2 separate regions of the Rattus norvegicus genome follow, and region 2 is linked to region 1. The links are chromatin contacts, called in public Hi-C maps. All regions are on one chromosome and are shown on one strand. Each heading gives the region's core, a stretch centred on a gene start, on an enhancer-like site or on the middle of the called end of the contact. The rest is flanking DNA. Distances are from core to core; before and after follow the strand shown.

Evidence for each region. Hi-C and Micro-C count contacts between places; a contact is called where the count stands out from the background.
Region 2: a Hi-C map of prefrontal cortex shows a contact between it and region 1, with 9 times the contacts expected there. The contact joins two enhancer-like sites. A contact is called at or near these places in 10 of 12 Hi-C or Micro-C datasets (the A7r5 cell line, the Rat2 cell line, Schwann cells and 6 more).

What each region holds. Positions count from the first base shown.
Region 1 is chr2:15,912,996-15,920,915 of GRCr8, forward strand. All of the region lies in intron 1 of LOC103691412 (a long non-coding RNA gene), which reads right to left. It also overlaps a transcript of Mir9-2hg not described here. Among named protein-coding and RNA genes, the nearest start is that of Mir9-2hg, 5.0 kb to the right of the region's middle. Within about 2 kb of position 2,681, at least 53 of the 93 cell types and tissues checked have an H3K27ac peak or open chromatin away from gene starts, as enhancers often do. A contact at or near this core is called in prefrontal cortex, where this site is marked.
Region 2 is chr2:16,570,857-16,578,776 of GRCr8, forward strand. It overlaps LOC102554306 (a long non-coding RNA gene), which reads right to left. Exons shown (of 4, transcript XR_590807.4): 1 at 4,200-7,920; 2 at 937-1,049. Among named protein-coding and RNA genes, the nearest start is that of Tmem161b, 130 kb to the left of the region's middle. Within about 2 kb of position 3,800, at least 71 of the 93 cell types and tissues checked have an H3K27ac peak or open chromatin away from gene starts, as enhancers often do. A contact at or near this core is called in prefrontal cortex, where this site is marked.

The sequences.
Region 1 (7,920 bases), core at 1,431-3,930:
GCAGCAGCACTCCATAGCTATCTCTACTTGGGGGCAAGCTTGACTCTCTACATGAACCTCAACTGTAGGTCTTTTAGGCCAGTGGAATATTCTGTAGCGACAGGGGAGAACAGTCTAACATAAAAACTGTCTGGTCAGTGACAGGATTTGGAGAGAGAAAGCCTTTTCCTCTTCTTCCCCCTCTTCCTCACAGAATCAGGCCACATTTCCAAGTCTCTCATGGAAGCCATGCTCCCAGCGCCAGCAGCAGACTGCCAGACACACCTTGGGGCTTTACTGACTTCCTCCCAAACAGTTCTGCAGCTTGCCAACAGGCGGGTTGTGTGAGATGTCAGCCGCTATCTGGTGTCTACTGTAAGCTGTCTGGCCCATTTTGGGAGTGTGCACAAGCAACTCTGACAATGTATACCAGTTGAGTAGAAGAACTGGAGTGCAATTTATGAAGTTGTCTATCTCAGGTATAAGGAGAGGTTTTGCAAGCTGTGGGGACTTTCTTAAACCCAGCCGCAGGCACCTGTGGGCTTTCTCTATGTCTTAAACATCTGCAATCTAAACCTGTGATTGTCACACCCTTTTACCTCCTGTGTGAGTGTCTCATAATTTCAAACAAAGACAGCCAAACATCTACAATTAGTATTCAACAAGCAAGGGTGGTTAATTATTGCTCAACTGTTAAATGACACACAATAAAGGCTCTCTCTGGCCTGTCATTGTACTGTAGTCTGAATGTTGTTCTTATACAAACACTCACTTCACAATGTTTAGGAGATGCTGTGGGATGCAGAACTTTTATCCACAGACACCGGATCCATATCAGTGCAGCATTATGAAGCATCTGGGGGGCACCGCTGTGGCTGGGATGTTTGTTCTTGGCACCGAGATGCAAGGGCACAGGCTGGGCTCTTTGCTCTTCGTTTGTTTTCCTATTGCTGCTCTCCAAGAGAATCTTGGAAATCCCAGTCAGAGCGGTGAAATATGACCTCCGCTTTATAGAGTTCCTAGTCAGCTCATTCTGCTCAAGGGAAATATTTTTATTTGCCTTCGATTAACATAATTTTTCAAAGAACAACTTCGTTTTCCATTTTACTTTAAGTCCATGGTAGGCATAAATTAGCCACATCCTTGTTATTCTGAAATAAAGTTTGGAGGCAAGTGAGTCCTTATACCAGATGCTGAACAAAATAATGTCCAGGAAGTTCTTCCTGCCCTAGCATAGGTGCATAAAGTACAACAGTAGTCTGTCAACTAAGTGTGAAAACCCCTTAGTGTTGCGATCCATTTGGTAGTCTCACTGTAATGGCAGAAACGAGATGGTTACCGCGACACCATTGCTATTATTGAAATTAAACAGCTTTGGGAGAATATAATTGCTAATAAAAGGCTTCTTCTCCACGCCCCTTAAGGGTTCCCTCCCCCACTCTGACATTTTATGATGTGCCATTCAGATGAATGTACGTAGAGTTATGTGGAACCTAGCGGCCTACTGTACAAGGTCGGATCTAGAGATCAGCAAGGAAGTGAAGATGGGGAGCTCACTGTATTTAGGGATGGTTGTCTGGGAAAACGCACTCGTGTGTTTAGATATCGATGTTTAAACTTTTTCTCTTTATGAATGCGTCACAATTTTTCAAACCGATCGCGTGCACCCTCCGTGGTACCCCCGTGTCTGTGCATTAAAGGCGTCCATGAAATCATTGTACGGGGCTGGTTTAGTGCGTTTAACAGAGAACTAATGGGTTGTCTGTGTCGGGGAAAGCAAGGTCCTATTTTTAATCCCATCACGTACTGAAGCGGTTTTGTGTGGATCTGTGGCTTCCACCTTTATCCATCCTGGTAGTTCCTACTGAAGAAAATCCAAACGCTCCCAGCTTCGGACGGGTGCCAAAATGTCCTGCTTTCTGCACTACTGATCGCTTTTTATTTTCAGCTTATTTTCGTCTTACTTAACAATAATAAATGACCCTTGCAGTGTAAAACCTTAGTTTAAATGATCCGGGGAGCTCCTGTGTCTTTTTTCTTTTTACTTCGAAATGTTATGTCAAATACTCGATACGTTTAACTTGCTCGTATCTCCAAGAAACTGGAGACCAAAGCTACTTTTGTGCTGGATTTTACCTTCTTTCTTGCCCAGAACGTGCGCTGCGCGCGTAAATACACACACGCGCTGCGCTCATGCGTGAGCACAAACATACACATACACACACACACACACACGCACACACACACACACACACACACACACGGGGGGGGAGAGAGAGAGAGAGAGAGAGAGAGAGAGAGAGAGAGAGAGAGAGAGAGAGAGAGAGAGAGAAAGCAAAAAAAGAGGAAGGTGCTTAGAAGAGGCAGGGATGCCCGGTGAAAAGCAGAGAGTCGGGGATCCGGCTTAACCCAGGCATTTGGGAAGGGGGGCTGGAGGTGGAACACGACTCAACGGACCGCAGCCGCTCTGGCTAGGGCGGTAGAGCGCCAGGGTGAGAGGGTGAGGATGCCCTGCGGGCTTCCGCACTACTCTGACACCAAACAGAATGGCTAGGCTCCGGTGGTGAAGTAAAAGTTCCCGGTGGCGTGAAGGCGGTGGATAGCCACCTTGCCCGTGCACGGAGGCTGTCTGGGGAAGCGGCCTCGAGGGCTGGATGGACTGGGTGGAAGCCCTCGCAGGGGGTCCTACGGCTCTAGCTTTTGTACCGCCCCGCCTAGGCCAGTCCGGAGCTGACGCACCAGCTCCCCAGAGACGCTGGGGGCGTCGCACTGCAGCTGGGTGGGGAGCAATTTATTCCTGGCGGTCACATCCCACCCCATCTTCTGTTACTCCACCCTACCCTCCCATCCCTCCACCTCTTCCTCCTCCTTTTCTACCAACGCCCGCACTATCTTCTGGTTCTTCTCCTCCTCACCCTCCACTCCCCCTCTCTCCCTTCTTTTCTTTTCTCCCTTCCCCTCCCCCTCTTCTGAATAACCAAGCTGTTTTGCCTCCGAAAGGGGAGAGAGAGAGAGAGAGAGAGAGAGAGAGAGAGAGAGAGAGAGAGAGAGAGAGAGAGAGAGAGAGAGGCCTGCGGTGACTGGAAGACAGGAGGGAATCTGGATCTGGTACATCTGGGAAGTGGAAACTTGATGCTTCTGGGCGGTGATTTGCCAAGGCCTCGCCAAAGGTGAGTACTCTGGGGGCCGGAGGAGCTCCCACTTGGAAGGGTCCAGACCCCGCCCAAATCTGAGAGTCTGGTGGTAGTCAAACAGCGGTTAAAACTGGGATCGACTGAAGGTCGCGAAGGGCCACAATACAAGGGTCCCGGAACACATGGGTGTCATTCGCCCTCCTTGTAGTTCCTAACACAGGCTGCCGCACAGGGCTGCTTCCCAACCTGCATAGGGAATCAGCGACGGCTGTAACTTCTAAAGCCCTCTCCCTAACTATCTGCAGCTCCCCTCCTTACATACCCTGGCTCAAGGGACGCTTTGGCCTCAGGAAGTGAGAAAGTATTCTTCTCTCAGATCTTTAAAAGGGAAAGTTTGGCAAGGTGGGCGCTCTTTGGTTCTACCATCCCCTCGATCCTAACCTAGGATCCCTAGATTGTACAGAATAGTGTTATTTTTCCTTTTATAAAGAATGACTTTAACGAAAATTCGTATGTAATCAAAAAGATTATTGGATCTCCATGACTGATCAGCTGTTGCTGACCTACCAATAAGCGGTTTTTTTTAATACACACGCACATTCATGCGTGCCCCGTACACGCAAACACACTGGGTGGGGTATGGGGGGGGTTATAAGTAATCAGTAAGACAGCTCGAAGTTAGCAAGAATTAAGAGCGAATCAAAAGGGCTTTTAAATGTTATGTACGTATCTTCCATTTGTGTGTAGATTGGGGAGCGGGGATGGGGGGCGCCTGTGTGTTGCCTGTTTTGTCAGCTGGTTCTAGTTTCTAAGCGTCGAGTGTTTCCAAAGGCTGGAGCCAGCGTCCACCATCCACCTCGGCACCCTAGCGGCGGAACAGGACTCATTTGTTTGGTGCCGAGCGGTGAGGATCTGGAAGAGACTGGAGTGTAGTTAGGTCGGGCCCCCTGCCATCCATTACACCTGCGGCAGATGGCTCAAGTGGGAGAATGGTTTTGTATGCCAGAATCAAGAAAGGAAGAGGAGAAAATTCAGCCTCGCCCTACTCAAAAGGAGTTCTGTAAAGGGCCAGAGAAATGAAAGAAGCTATCAGAGCTAACGATGCTGCTTCCTCTCTTGAGTTATCCTGGGCAGTTAATGACGTGATACCTGGTTCCAACAGATAATGAGACCGATTTTGACAAATGTATTTTTGATCAAATGTTTTACACACACATACACCACACACACACACACACACACACACACACCCCTTCAAGTAGATGCACACAGGTGTTCTTGTAGTTCCATGGAGCTGAAGGGAAAGCCACTCAAAATTCAGGAAGCCTCCTCTCTTCCCAAGAGCTTCATTCACCTCAGACTGCCAACTTACACACATCAAGGCTCCCGCCCTAGACAACCAACTATGGATTTAAGCAGACTTCAAATGTACCCATCTCATTTTCACATAATGTTTTCTGATCAACATTGCCACTCTTGTACCCGTTCCTTCGTGTTCTCAACACGAAGGGAATGGGATAAGCGAACCTCTCCTGGAGACACTAGACCATGGACACATGTGACAAAGGGCACAGACCCAATCTAGGAGTTCAGTCTGTTTTCATTTGTTTAATTCTATACTAAAGGGAGGGCTATATCAAGGGAGACCAAAACACACCAGGACTCCGTCTCCACCCTTCACACAAGTCACAATAACCACTCATATCTATGTTTTTATAGCAAACGTTTTCATGTTTCTTATGAAATAAACTACTATACTGACCTAATTTTCTGTTCTAAATCAAGCAACTTTCAACGGCCCAGGGTATAATATGCTGAGTTCTTGGTACCAGTTGGCATGCTGACACAGAGAAATTCCACCATTTTAAAGCACACACGATCCACTTTTCTGTTCACATCAGGGCTAAATAATATTTAGAGTTATACCAAAGACGATGAAACCAGAATCCATTCTAGCTATGATTTGGGGATCACAAATAAGATAGATTCTAAAATCCCACACACAGAAAGGAAAAGAAACACTGCCATTTCCAAGATGCTTGAAAGACCTAAAGAAGCCTGTGGACTGGGTTTGGTTGATTGGTGTTTGTATGCTCAGTGTAGCCTAATTGTCCTGTGCAGTCATTTTTCTCTCCTCCTCTTTCCTAGGAAGGCTTTCATTTTTCAAGAAGAAACTTTAATACACAGCAAGATATAAGGCTCATTGAGAAGGAATGACATAAGAATAGGACTCTGTCGTAGTCAGCATCAGCAGCGTTACTTTAGTCCTGGACACACAAGCATATGCATATGTCACCGAACATGCTCCTATCCACTTTTGAGAAAATTAGAACAAAAACCGCATTTATAAAAATGAGCTAGTCTTCTTGAACGTTTGAGAGACATTTTTAAATAAAAAAGAACATAGAAAAATTTTAATCTTCTGCTTTTAGGGAAACTAAGAGCTTCCTGTTTTATTTAAAGAAAAATGAAATTGGGAAACTTTTGCAATTGTTCAAAATGAAGACCATAACTTGACTATACCAAGGCTTCTCCCCCACGTGTGTTAGATGTGTTAGACCCTTGTTCCATTCAGTACTCTACAGACAAGAGCATTTGATAGGAAGTCTCGACCTTTGATTAACAGGTGCATTTATTGTATTAAAAACTGGGATTTGTTAATAAGTGATATTTTAAATTGAAACCTCAAAGAATTCAGCTAGTTCAAATGCTCCAGTGTTCTACAAGGAAGGCATCTGCCCTACTATTTGAACTGGTTAGTATCTGGACCATAGTAGGGTTTCAGAGGCTCCTGCCTCCTCAGAACCTGGTACAAGAAAAGGAAACACAGAGTGGGAGGGGATGCTGGGTCCCCTCCCTCCTCTACTCACTGCCAGGACCACCTGCACCCACCACATCTTCTAAAGGAAATGGCCATTTGGTTTTATGGGGAAAACCCATAAGACAAAGTCTAGCACACACACATTGCAGTCAGACGTATATTACACAAAGTGCATATTCTTTAACGTATCTACTTTGCTATACACGCTGTGTGTGTGTGTGTGTGTGTGTGTGTGTGTGTGTGTGTGTGTGTGTGTAGATCTCAAAACATCACCCTCTCTCTAAGTTTCCCCTAATTTGGGGAGTTAATAATATCATAGTTCTTAATGAAAGAAAGGCTGTCAATTTCTGGGTGAAGTGAGGTACAATAAAGGTGCACATGCCATCCAGAAGGACTTAAGCAATTGGCAGGCCTGCGGTGCCAGGCATCTGCAAAGATACAGTCTTCATTTGTCGCTGGAAAGATATGAGGGTGAAGGGGACTGTAATATAAACCCAAGCAAACTAGGATTTCGACATTCACCTGGGTCTCCCTTAGGCTGTGGTCAACAGCATTTGCAGGTCCCTAGGCTTCCAGAAGAAAGGATTTTCGACTAGAGGTTTTGTGTGTTGCCTGTGCAATCAGGTCCCTTCTGTAGGCCCCCTAGGGCCATCTTGAAGCTATATAGCTTTTCCTTTCTTTGTACAGTAATGGCTATAGAAGTCCCGAGAGTCTTGAACATAAAGCTCTTGAAGCCCCCTATGTCCAGAGAATTCTGGTTCTCCCAGGCCAGGGCCGCTCCGACGACCCCAAGCGTGGTGCTCAAGAGGCCAGTAGGTGTCGCTGTTTCCCTGCTGGCAGGAGCCTGGAGCCCGACGTTGGCCCCTAGCACCACTCAGTTTTCTGGCCCGGGTGATTTCCTAGACGCCTTTCAGCTCTGGGATTGTGGCAGTTCCCTTATTTTGTTTCTAGAACCCTTGTCTAGTCCTCTTGGCTGCGACCACAGCACCAGTGGTCGGTCTATGGAGAGAGACAGGAGAGACGAATTTGGTGGGGCCCAAAGGCCGCCCTAATTGAAAAAACAGAAAGCCCGCTTCACCTGCTCGCTCTCTCCTTTCTCTTCACAAGCCTAGAGTGGCATCGGAGCTATCGGGAGCAGATTGATAAAACCCTAAATTAAGGAATTCAGACACGGTTGTACTTCGAATTAGAAAATTAAGAAAAAATAAGAGGTTCAAAATCTAGCTTCGCAGGAATCGCTCACAGAGTTTTAATATTCCTTATCTCAAAAGACAAGGATGGAGGAGAAAGGGAGGAAGGGAGGGAGGGAGAGAGGGAGAGAGCTCCGGGGAGAGAGAGAGAGAGAGAGAGAGAGAGAGAGAGAGAGAGAGAGAGAGAGAGAGAGAGAGAGAACAAGCTAGGCCTGGACTTTGAGTTACCTATGGTCTTACCCACATATCTGTATGCAGAATGTCGGGTGATTGCAGGGCCTCCCTTTTTGCTCTGGTCCAGAAAGGAAATTTTGAACTACACTAGTCTTCCTCACCATCCTCCCCGAAGCATTGCTTACTAAGTATTAATCTCCATTGGATAGTATTAGCTCATCTTTGGAATCGGTACTAAAATTCTAGGTATTGAAAATTGTGTTCCTTTCTCTGATGTCTGTGGTCCCCTGTCTTTGGTTCAATATGCCGCGTAAGCGATTATTAAACAGAGGCATTCTTTTTGTGTGTGTGTGTGGTGGGGAGGTATTTGGCTTGCAGATTCCACGGGACATTTACAATGGTTACATCCTATAGACGGCTGGTTTTATTGAGATTAGGATTTCTTTGCATAGGGAAATCCTCTGGTTAAAAGGTGGCAAGGGGAAATGGCAAGAAACACCCTAAATTCACAATCTTGTGCATTCGCAAGAGGTAGTGTGGAGATAGAACTAGCTCTCCATTTAATTTGATTGTAAAACAATATCTTCCATCGAGAGGTTGCTGTGTGACTGGAAAAAAAAGA
Region 2 (7,920 bases), core at 2,550-5,049, 660 kb after region 1:
CCAGGAAAAAACTGTCCCAAGCCCTATCCAGATCCTTTTGGTCTTTTAGAAACCTCAGATCCTTTTTTTCCTGAGCTTTACACTTCCCTTCTATTATGAATACCTAAAAACCAGGCAGGCAAGGAAAGAGGTACCCCGAGGGAAAAAGGAACAAGAGACTCCCAGATTATGTATTTATTTTATGTAAAGAAACGTTACATATGTAATTTTAGATTTTCCTCCAAATTAGAGTTCTGAGGCTTTAGAAAACCTATTTTTAACACGTTCTTCTCTCCTACGGTCTTGATTGCCTAAATTGCTTCTAATTGGGTGGCACACATTACTGAAAACGAAGGACGCATGACAAGCAGCCTTCATTCTTACGCAGATTTAGATAATGTGTCCAAATGAATATCTTTTCTGATAAGAAACTAGAACAACAGTAACCGCCGCAGTTTTCTTATGGGTTTGAGAGTAGGTGGACAATCACACAGTCCTGCCAACCCACACATTTTAGAGGGAGTGCCTAAGGTACGCAGTACCAGTGTCCCTCCACCTCGGAGGTGGCACACAAAGAGAGCATTACTTGTGTGCTGGTTGGTTTTGAAACAGTTTTTCATCCTCTTCAGCAAGCGTAAATGTTTTTATTTTTGTTGTTTTTTAGATTCTTTTTATTTGTAAACCACTTGAAAATATGTCTGCTATCCCTTTGCTCAAGGCTTCTGTGTCTCTGAGAGCTGTTGATGCCTGGTGCTAGCTCCGACGACAGCAGCGAGCAAAGTTCATTGCCTTACAGAAGGGAGCTTTTTAGTAAGTCAGGCCAGCTGCTGGGGGTTTCTGGGGGCGCTAGTTTCTTGGAGCACTCACAGGTGTGATCTCAACTTAAGCTTGCTGAGGGCAAGTGTCGAGGATGAGGGCTCTTTGTAAGATGCTTATGGGGGCTGCCAGCTGGATTACCTTGCAGGCTGAGGGATCCCGAAGTATGTTGGTATGCGTCAACCATTGAACAAAGGGCAATGAAAACTCATCTTACTCTCTGGCCAAACTGCCCCCTCATTGTTTCACCATCTCTGAAAGAAAGTTGGCAACAGATTATAAATAAAGCTATTGTTTTTTAGGCCAGAGGAAGTTCGCTGAGAGTCAACTCCTTTCCTGAATCAACTTTACAGGCACCGTTATTTTATTTTGTTTTCCCTGACATTCTTTGAGACTCCCTCTCCCTCAGTGGCATAGAGAAGCACCTTCAGGCTACTTTAAAGGGTGTCACAGGAGAAAGTCTAGGTGATGCAAGAGCACCTTGGGGAATGGATCTGTGAACCTGCCCATCAAAGGGAATCCTCTGCTCGGCAGCCGCCTGCAGAGTTGTGCTGGGCAGCAGCTTGGGAGATGAAGGATCAGTTCCATAGACCGCTGTGCCCACGTTCTACCCATCAATACAAGGAAACCTCAATGTTTTCCAAAGCGTATGCACCTGCTGTAATAAAGGCCCACCACCAGATACCTTCGTTTTTTGCTTTACCCCTTAGAATGTGTTATTTGACCCATAAAAGAAGGTTTAGGCAGAAATTCTCTGTGATGGTCCCAGTCAGTCCCAGTCGGTCCCAGCAATAGATGTGCACCTCGCCCCTGGCCTTGGTAGGTCACCACACACTGACAAAATTTTCAGGTTGTCTTTGGAAGGTCTCTTCCAATGTATTTGTCCCCCTACTCATTCCTTGACAGGAAAGAAGTGGACCAAAGAAGCGCTTATCGCTCATCACGGATGAAGAGTGTGGGGACGGAGAGGGTGGGGAATCTGAAGATTTCTAGAGTGTCAGTAAGCTCCTTCGGATTTAGGTGAAGCATTCCGAGGAGCTGTTAAAAGCTGGCAGAGGGGGCGGGGTGGGGGCAGCCCCAATGCTTCTACTTAAGACACGTAACTGGTGATTCAAACTCGGTCTTTGGGACCGCAAAAAGCAAACAAACAAAAAAGCTCCCACAATTGTTAGGGTATGAAATCGAGAGTAAAACAGTGTCAGGTGGAGACTGTGACATTAACGCCAAGAACTCCAGAAAGGGGGCTTTCTATGCCTTTCCTTTTTAGAAAGAGAAAGAGAAAAAGAAAGGACTGGAGAGAAGACAGACAGGGGGGAGAGAGAGAGCACAAGGGAGAAAAGAAGAAGAGGGGGGTATTTAGCAAGTTAAGAGGTTAAATATTTGAACAGATTCGTAAATATATAGACAGCCCTTGCAATTTGGGGTGTGTAATAATGCCTTTTGTGGTGCTGTCTGGCTGGGAGGGTAAGCAGAGGACCTTCCCTGCCACCTTTTTTTACTGGGAAAACAACTGGGAAGCTCCTGGGTTCACAAAACTAGATCAGTTCCCGTCTTTTGGAGAAAGAGAAAAATGCTGTCTCTACCGTGCTTTCAAAAAAAATAATAAAAGACAAACCAACGGAAAGCATAGCAAATGAATGTCTAATTTCTTAGAGATTTTTAAAGAAGCGTTTCAGAAAGCTATATTCAGGCTGAAGTCATTTCGAAGTATTGTTTGAGCGAATAGGTTCCAGCACTCAATTATCTAAGATGCATTAATTATTTCTTTGAATCCAACTCACTTTGGTAACAAGAATGTATTGGTGTGGGTCTTAGAAACCCTTGGCTCTCTGACATGTTTCATAGCTGAATAGGGTGGGTTTCTTTTTCCGACAATTGTACTGAGCGCTGCTGCTGATCTGTCCTCTGCCTGTGCCCATGGGCGGAGGACACAGGCTGTGGGTGTGTCCCGCCCACAGACGCGCGTGCGTGTGTATTGTATACATGTATTCTCTAGTGTGTGCCTCAAATGGAGCCATTTTCCCCCTTTTAGCGCCCTGCGTGTATTAGTAATATGCAAATAGAATCATTCTGCTTGAGTATATTTTGGAGGGGGAGGGGATGAACCATTTTAATTCTGCTCTAGTATTTCTTCGGCAATATTTTCTCTGCGTGTGAATTTGCATGAATGCATTTTCTGAGGTGTGGATTCTGTACGTGTGCGTGTGTGTGCTTGTGTGTGCTTGTGTGTTCAGAAAGACCATTGGCTCGTCAGCGGGTGTGTGCTTCAGCGTGTGAGAAGCATGTAGACTCTGAGGACCTTGGGAGCAGCCCATGTTCTCTCCGGGTGATCTGTCTGTATCTGCCCTTGTGTTTTGTGTTCTTGATGTGATTGTGTGCGTTATTTACATGCGTGCTTCTATTCTTTTGCCTTCGTGTAGTGCTTTTCTCTACAGTCCACACATCTCACATATATTCTTTTATCTTTTGGCAACATGCCTTTTTTGTTCCTCGAAGGATATTTATTGATGTGATAATCTGAAATGAAAAGTGGTCTCCCATGAAGGAGATGGAAGAGAAAGGAGCGTTCATCTTTCTTAATAGACGGGGCAGTGCCAGTTGACTGGATCACAGGGTTTCTCTGCACTTTCTGCGTGAGCCTGCGTGTGGGGGTGGGGGCGGGGACGGCTGAGGGAGGACGGAAAAGGACCCTTTAAGCAGAACAAAGATAGGACATCGCGCCTCCTGGCGTCCAGATCGCATACTGCATCTACCCCGCTGCTGCGACTTTCAGAAATCAGAATTCAGAGATTTTTCTCCTTAAACCATTCAGGGGCCGCCTCTCAGACCCAGCCCCCGGACCTCAGCCAATCACCGGACGCCATGCAAATCACCTCTTTCGCCCTCCAAACCAGCGTCCAGTTTAGCGGCAGTTTCTGCAGCCCCGCCCATCTTGGTCCTTCCCTTCCCTTCCCCCTCCCTCCTCTGCCTCCGACAGAGCAGCAGCTGCTTGGGAAGAGGGCAGTGCTGGGTGCTTCATGCATATGCAGACAGATCCATCCTCCCCCTCCACCCCTCCTCTCACTCCCTCCTCTCTCCCTCTCCTCCCGCCCAGCTTTTCCTCGCTCCCCAGCCCCCACCACGCCGCCCATTAGTATCTCCCAGCCTCCTCGACGTGTAGTTCCCAGCTCTGGTCCAGGCAGCTGCTATCCACAAGGATGCCCAGGCGCGCCATAGGAGTCAGAGAAGGAGAGGGAGGAAACCTCTGCCTTTGAAATCCGCTCGAAGGTCAAGTTTGTGGCTTGCGGTGCGGGGAGCCAGAGACGTTGAAAATGCTCTGTTGAGTCTGCAGGAAGATGGTGCATGCTTCCCTTGGCTTTCTCTCACTAAAGAGCAGATTAATTTCTCTAAAATACACAAAGTACCGGTCACGTCCAGAGGCAGGGTGATGATAGATGGCTCCGCGTGCCCACAGTTACAGTCTGTATTTATCTTGCACATCAAGGTTCCTTAAGCCACAAAGCACTGGAGAGGAGATCAAAGGGCGTTATATCTTCTTAGGTGCAGGAAGGGTGGGGAGTGCGGCTAGCCCGGAGAGCGTTGGCGCGGGACCTGCTTGAGGTGGGCAGTTAAACGATAACTCCGGAAACATGACCTGGGGCCCACGGAAAGGAAAAAATAATAATTCTGTGAGAAGGCCAATATGCTATTATGCATATGCAGACTGCGTCCAAAGCCCTTTCGAGACGCCCTAAACGTTTTCAAGTTTTGAATACCTCGCTGAACTGACTTAAAAGTAGGGGGAAATGTCACCGTGAAAACAGCGCTTGTAGAGTGCTTGGAGATCCACTAAGGAGAAAGCCGAACTGTGGAATGACCTTGTTTTATAGATCTACTTCAGCCCCGAAATACCTTGAGGACTTTCTAAAGGGAATTGCAGCAGTTTCCCCTCAAATCTTACTCGGTGGAGAAGGGAGGGCATAGCAAATTTAAAACTGCACTTTGTTAAGATAATTTACCGACCCCCCACCCGCTTTTTAAAATCCAGGGCGTATTGTGTGCTGAGCATCTTCCAAGCGAAGCGCTTCATGTATCTCCCAGTTCTCAGGTGCCACGGAAATTAGGGAGAAAAAAAACCAAAGAACCAAAAACAACAACAACAAAAAACCCCAGCAGCTCAGAGCGGTCTCTGCCCTTGAGCTGCTCCGGCGCTAGCAGGAGGAAAATCTGTAGGTGGTGCTTCACAGCCCAACCGGAAACAGCCCCGAGAGCCCTCAGACTGCAGTGAAACAGCGACTTGGTACATTCCTATAGTGGAATACAGGGCGGCAGCAATTAAAAGTGAATGGACGATCTTGAAGGCAGTGTTGGATGAAAAAGCAAATCGCAAGAGAATGTGATATTAATACAATGTTACTGTCTATTAACATAATACTGTAACAGACCACAAAAACACAGAAAATGCATGATAGGAAGCATAACATCGTGTCGGGGAATGGGGTGTGGAAACTGGAGGAAGGAGAGGACATGTTTTAGTCACAACGATTCGAGCTCTATGAGTAATGCTTATTCCTTTTAAAGAACTAGAATATGAGGAAACATACTCACGGGAAGGCTTTATGGAAAAGCTGGCGCTGATGCTAAATTTAAAATCTTGAATATGATAAGCAGAAGGAATCGGAATACTCGGAAGACAATTTTCCTGAATGGGGGAAAGAAAAGTGTAGCCCACAAGAAGCTTTTACAGTCTTGAATTAAGATTTCAATCTACAGTGAGAGCCACTCTTTTGGGGTGCTCGATTCTGTAAGCTTTATGAATTCACAGGCAGGGAATAGTTGCAGAAGCAGGAACAACAGCTCCCCAATTCCTTTGCTGTCTTTATGGCAGCTTCTTCTCCTACCCTTGAGACCCCAGATCTTTGACCTTGACTCCATCCCTATACTTCGCCCTTTCCCGAAAGTCATAGAAATGGAATCCTGCATAGTGTTGCTTTTCTCATTGGGTGCCTTTCATGTAACATAATGAGTTTCGTCTTCATCTGTGTGGTTGGTTGTAGCAGCAGCTTCTCCTTCTGTTTCAGTAGTTTTTTCCACTGCTTAGTTAAAAGCTTCTTGAGTTCTAAATGCAGTTTCTTTTTAAATTTTATTATTATTGTCATTATTGTTGTTGCGTTCATATGAACCCACGAGCGTGAGCATTGGGGGTGCATATACCAGAGAGCTAGCTCACCAGAAGTCTTATATCAACTTTGTCCATCAGAACCTTTATGTGGGTTCTGTCAATTAAATTCAACCTTCCAGGTTTGTGTACTTTCTTAATTTTAGGGACTGGTTTCTCCCTCCCCATATGTTGTAGATTCCCTGTAAATAATTACAATGTTATATGTGATAAATATATTCAGATATTTCTGCCCAGATGCTCAGTTGATAAGCTAGTATTAAAGACAGTGCAATGCTGAAACCTACAGGTAGAAGAAACCACACAGGTTCCCAAGCTTTTGTACAGAGGTGAGCAGAAAGATTAACCAGAAATACTGGTTGGAGAACAGCATGGTTCCCCTGTCTTGGACTATGCCTTGTTTCAAAAACGTTTATTGAAACATCGACCTTTGTCCTCACAGGTTCAAACTGAACTCTACTGATGGTTTCCATAGGTTCCGTATAGGACAAATGCGTCACCAACAACAGCATTCTGAACTCTTGGATGGATTCATAGTCATGACTTCTATACCTGGTCTACTTTTAGAGTTTGGCTTCCTTTTGCTTATTTCTCCATGGTTTCCCGAGAAACTGACAGCTGGGCTGTATAGATTGGATGCTGAATTTGCCCATGGTTATTTAAATGTCTGCCTCAGAGTTCCAGAGTCAGATAGGGATGGATTCCTGCCTGCTAAGAGCTTCATGTGGATTTATTTTAAAGAGCTCTCATCTTTTCTTGGCTGCTTATAAGCTCGTTTGTCTTGGCAACAGTGTATCAGATGGCATGGAAATGGAGAAGAAATGCTGACGAACTGCTCTCCTTCTGGGTGTGCTTAGCATGGGCTGGAGGACAAACTGGGCTGTGAAATGTGGTTAACACCAAACGGGTCCTGCTCTGGTGTAATACAGTTTATCAGTCAAACAGGCCTCAATTTTATTTAGAATTGTATCCATTTGTTGTCCATGGGCCTTGGAATGTTATTCCCTGTCTTAGTTTTTAATAGCATCTGTGTCTTCTAACTGTACAAGTATAGACATACTTAGAAAAGAAACACTGGGAGTTGACTTTGCATAAATTCTTAAGTAAAGGCTACAAAGTCTATAAATCAAGAGAGGTAAATGTCACATTTTGGCTTTAAGGTTCTAGGCTACCTTGAATAAAAAGTCCACCTGTAGCATAATGCCATCCCTTATCAAAGATCAGAAGAATACACACACTGCTATTTGTGGTTTTAAGATTCCTCCATTAAAAAAGCACTTTTTTTGCTGTCACAAATTCTACTCATTAATCATGTCAAACGTATTGGTCACAGCATCTACCAACTTCCAGACTAAGTTAACTATAACATATCCAAACCAGTGTTTCCTAACCAAGCTAGTGATGGTTTTGAGAAAGGGCTGATATCCCCACACTGGTTCATGTACAGCCCTTCATTTAAATCAGTAATTTAGAATGACCTCCTATTGTCCTTAATGCCGCAATTGTCTTTATAAGCACAGTCAAGCTACATAACCCACCCAGAGACTTCGTGGTAGCTCTCCCATTAAGAGATCTGCTTTGCTATAAGTGAAATAGTAAGTCTTAGTGCCAACACTTGATCCCTAATGAAAAATAAAAAGATTAAAAAAAAGAGCAGAAACATTTTTTCGGGACCTACCAATTTGTGATCGAGGATTAAACATTTTCTCTTCTAGGCAGTCTTTTAAAATGAGATTCTGTTCAAGGGTGTTACAGTAGCCTGATATAAATTGGTGGCTCTGGCTTTTTAAACTCTGGTTCTCTCTCCTGTAAAGCGGTATAAATGAGTGCTTTATCATCACACTGGAATAATGACATCTCAGAGGCAGTGCTGCATTCACAAGTGAGGAGAGTTCCAGAATGGACTTGACTCAGCACTACCTGACCAGGCTGCTTAATGCTCAGATGAATGCCACTGCCCCTAGGAA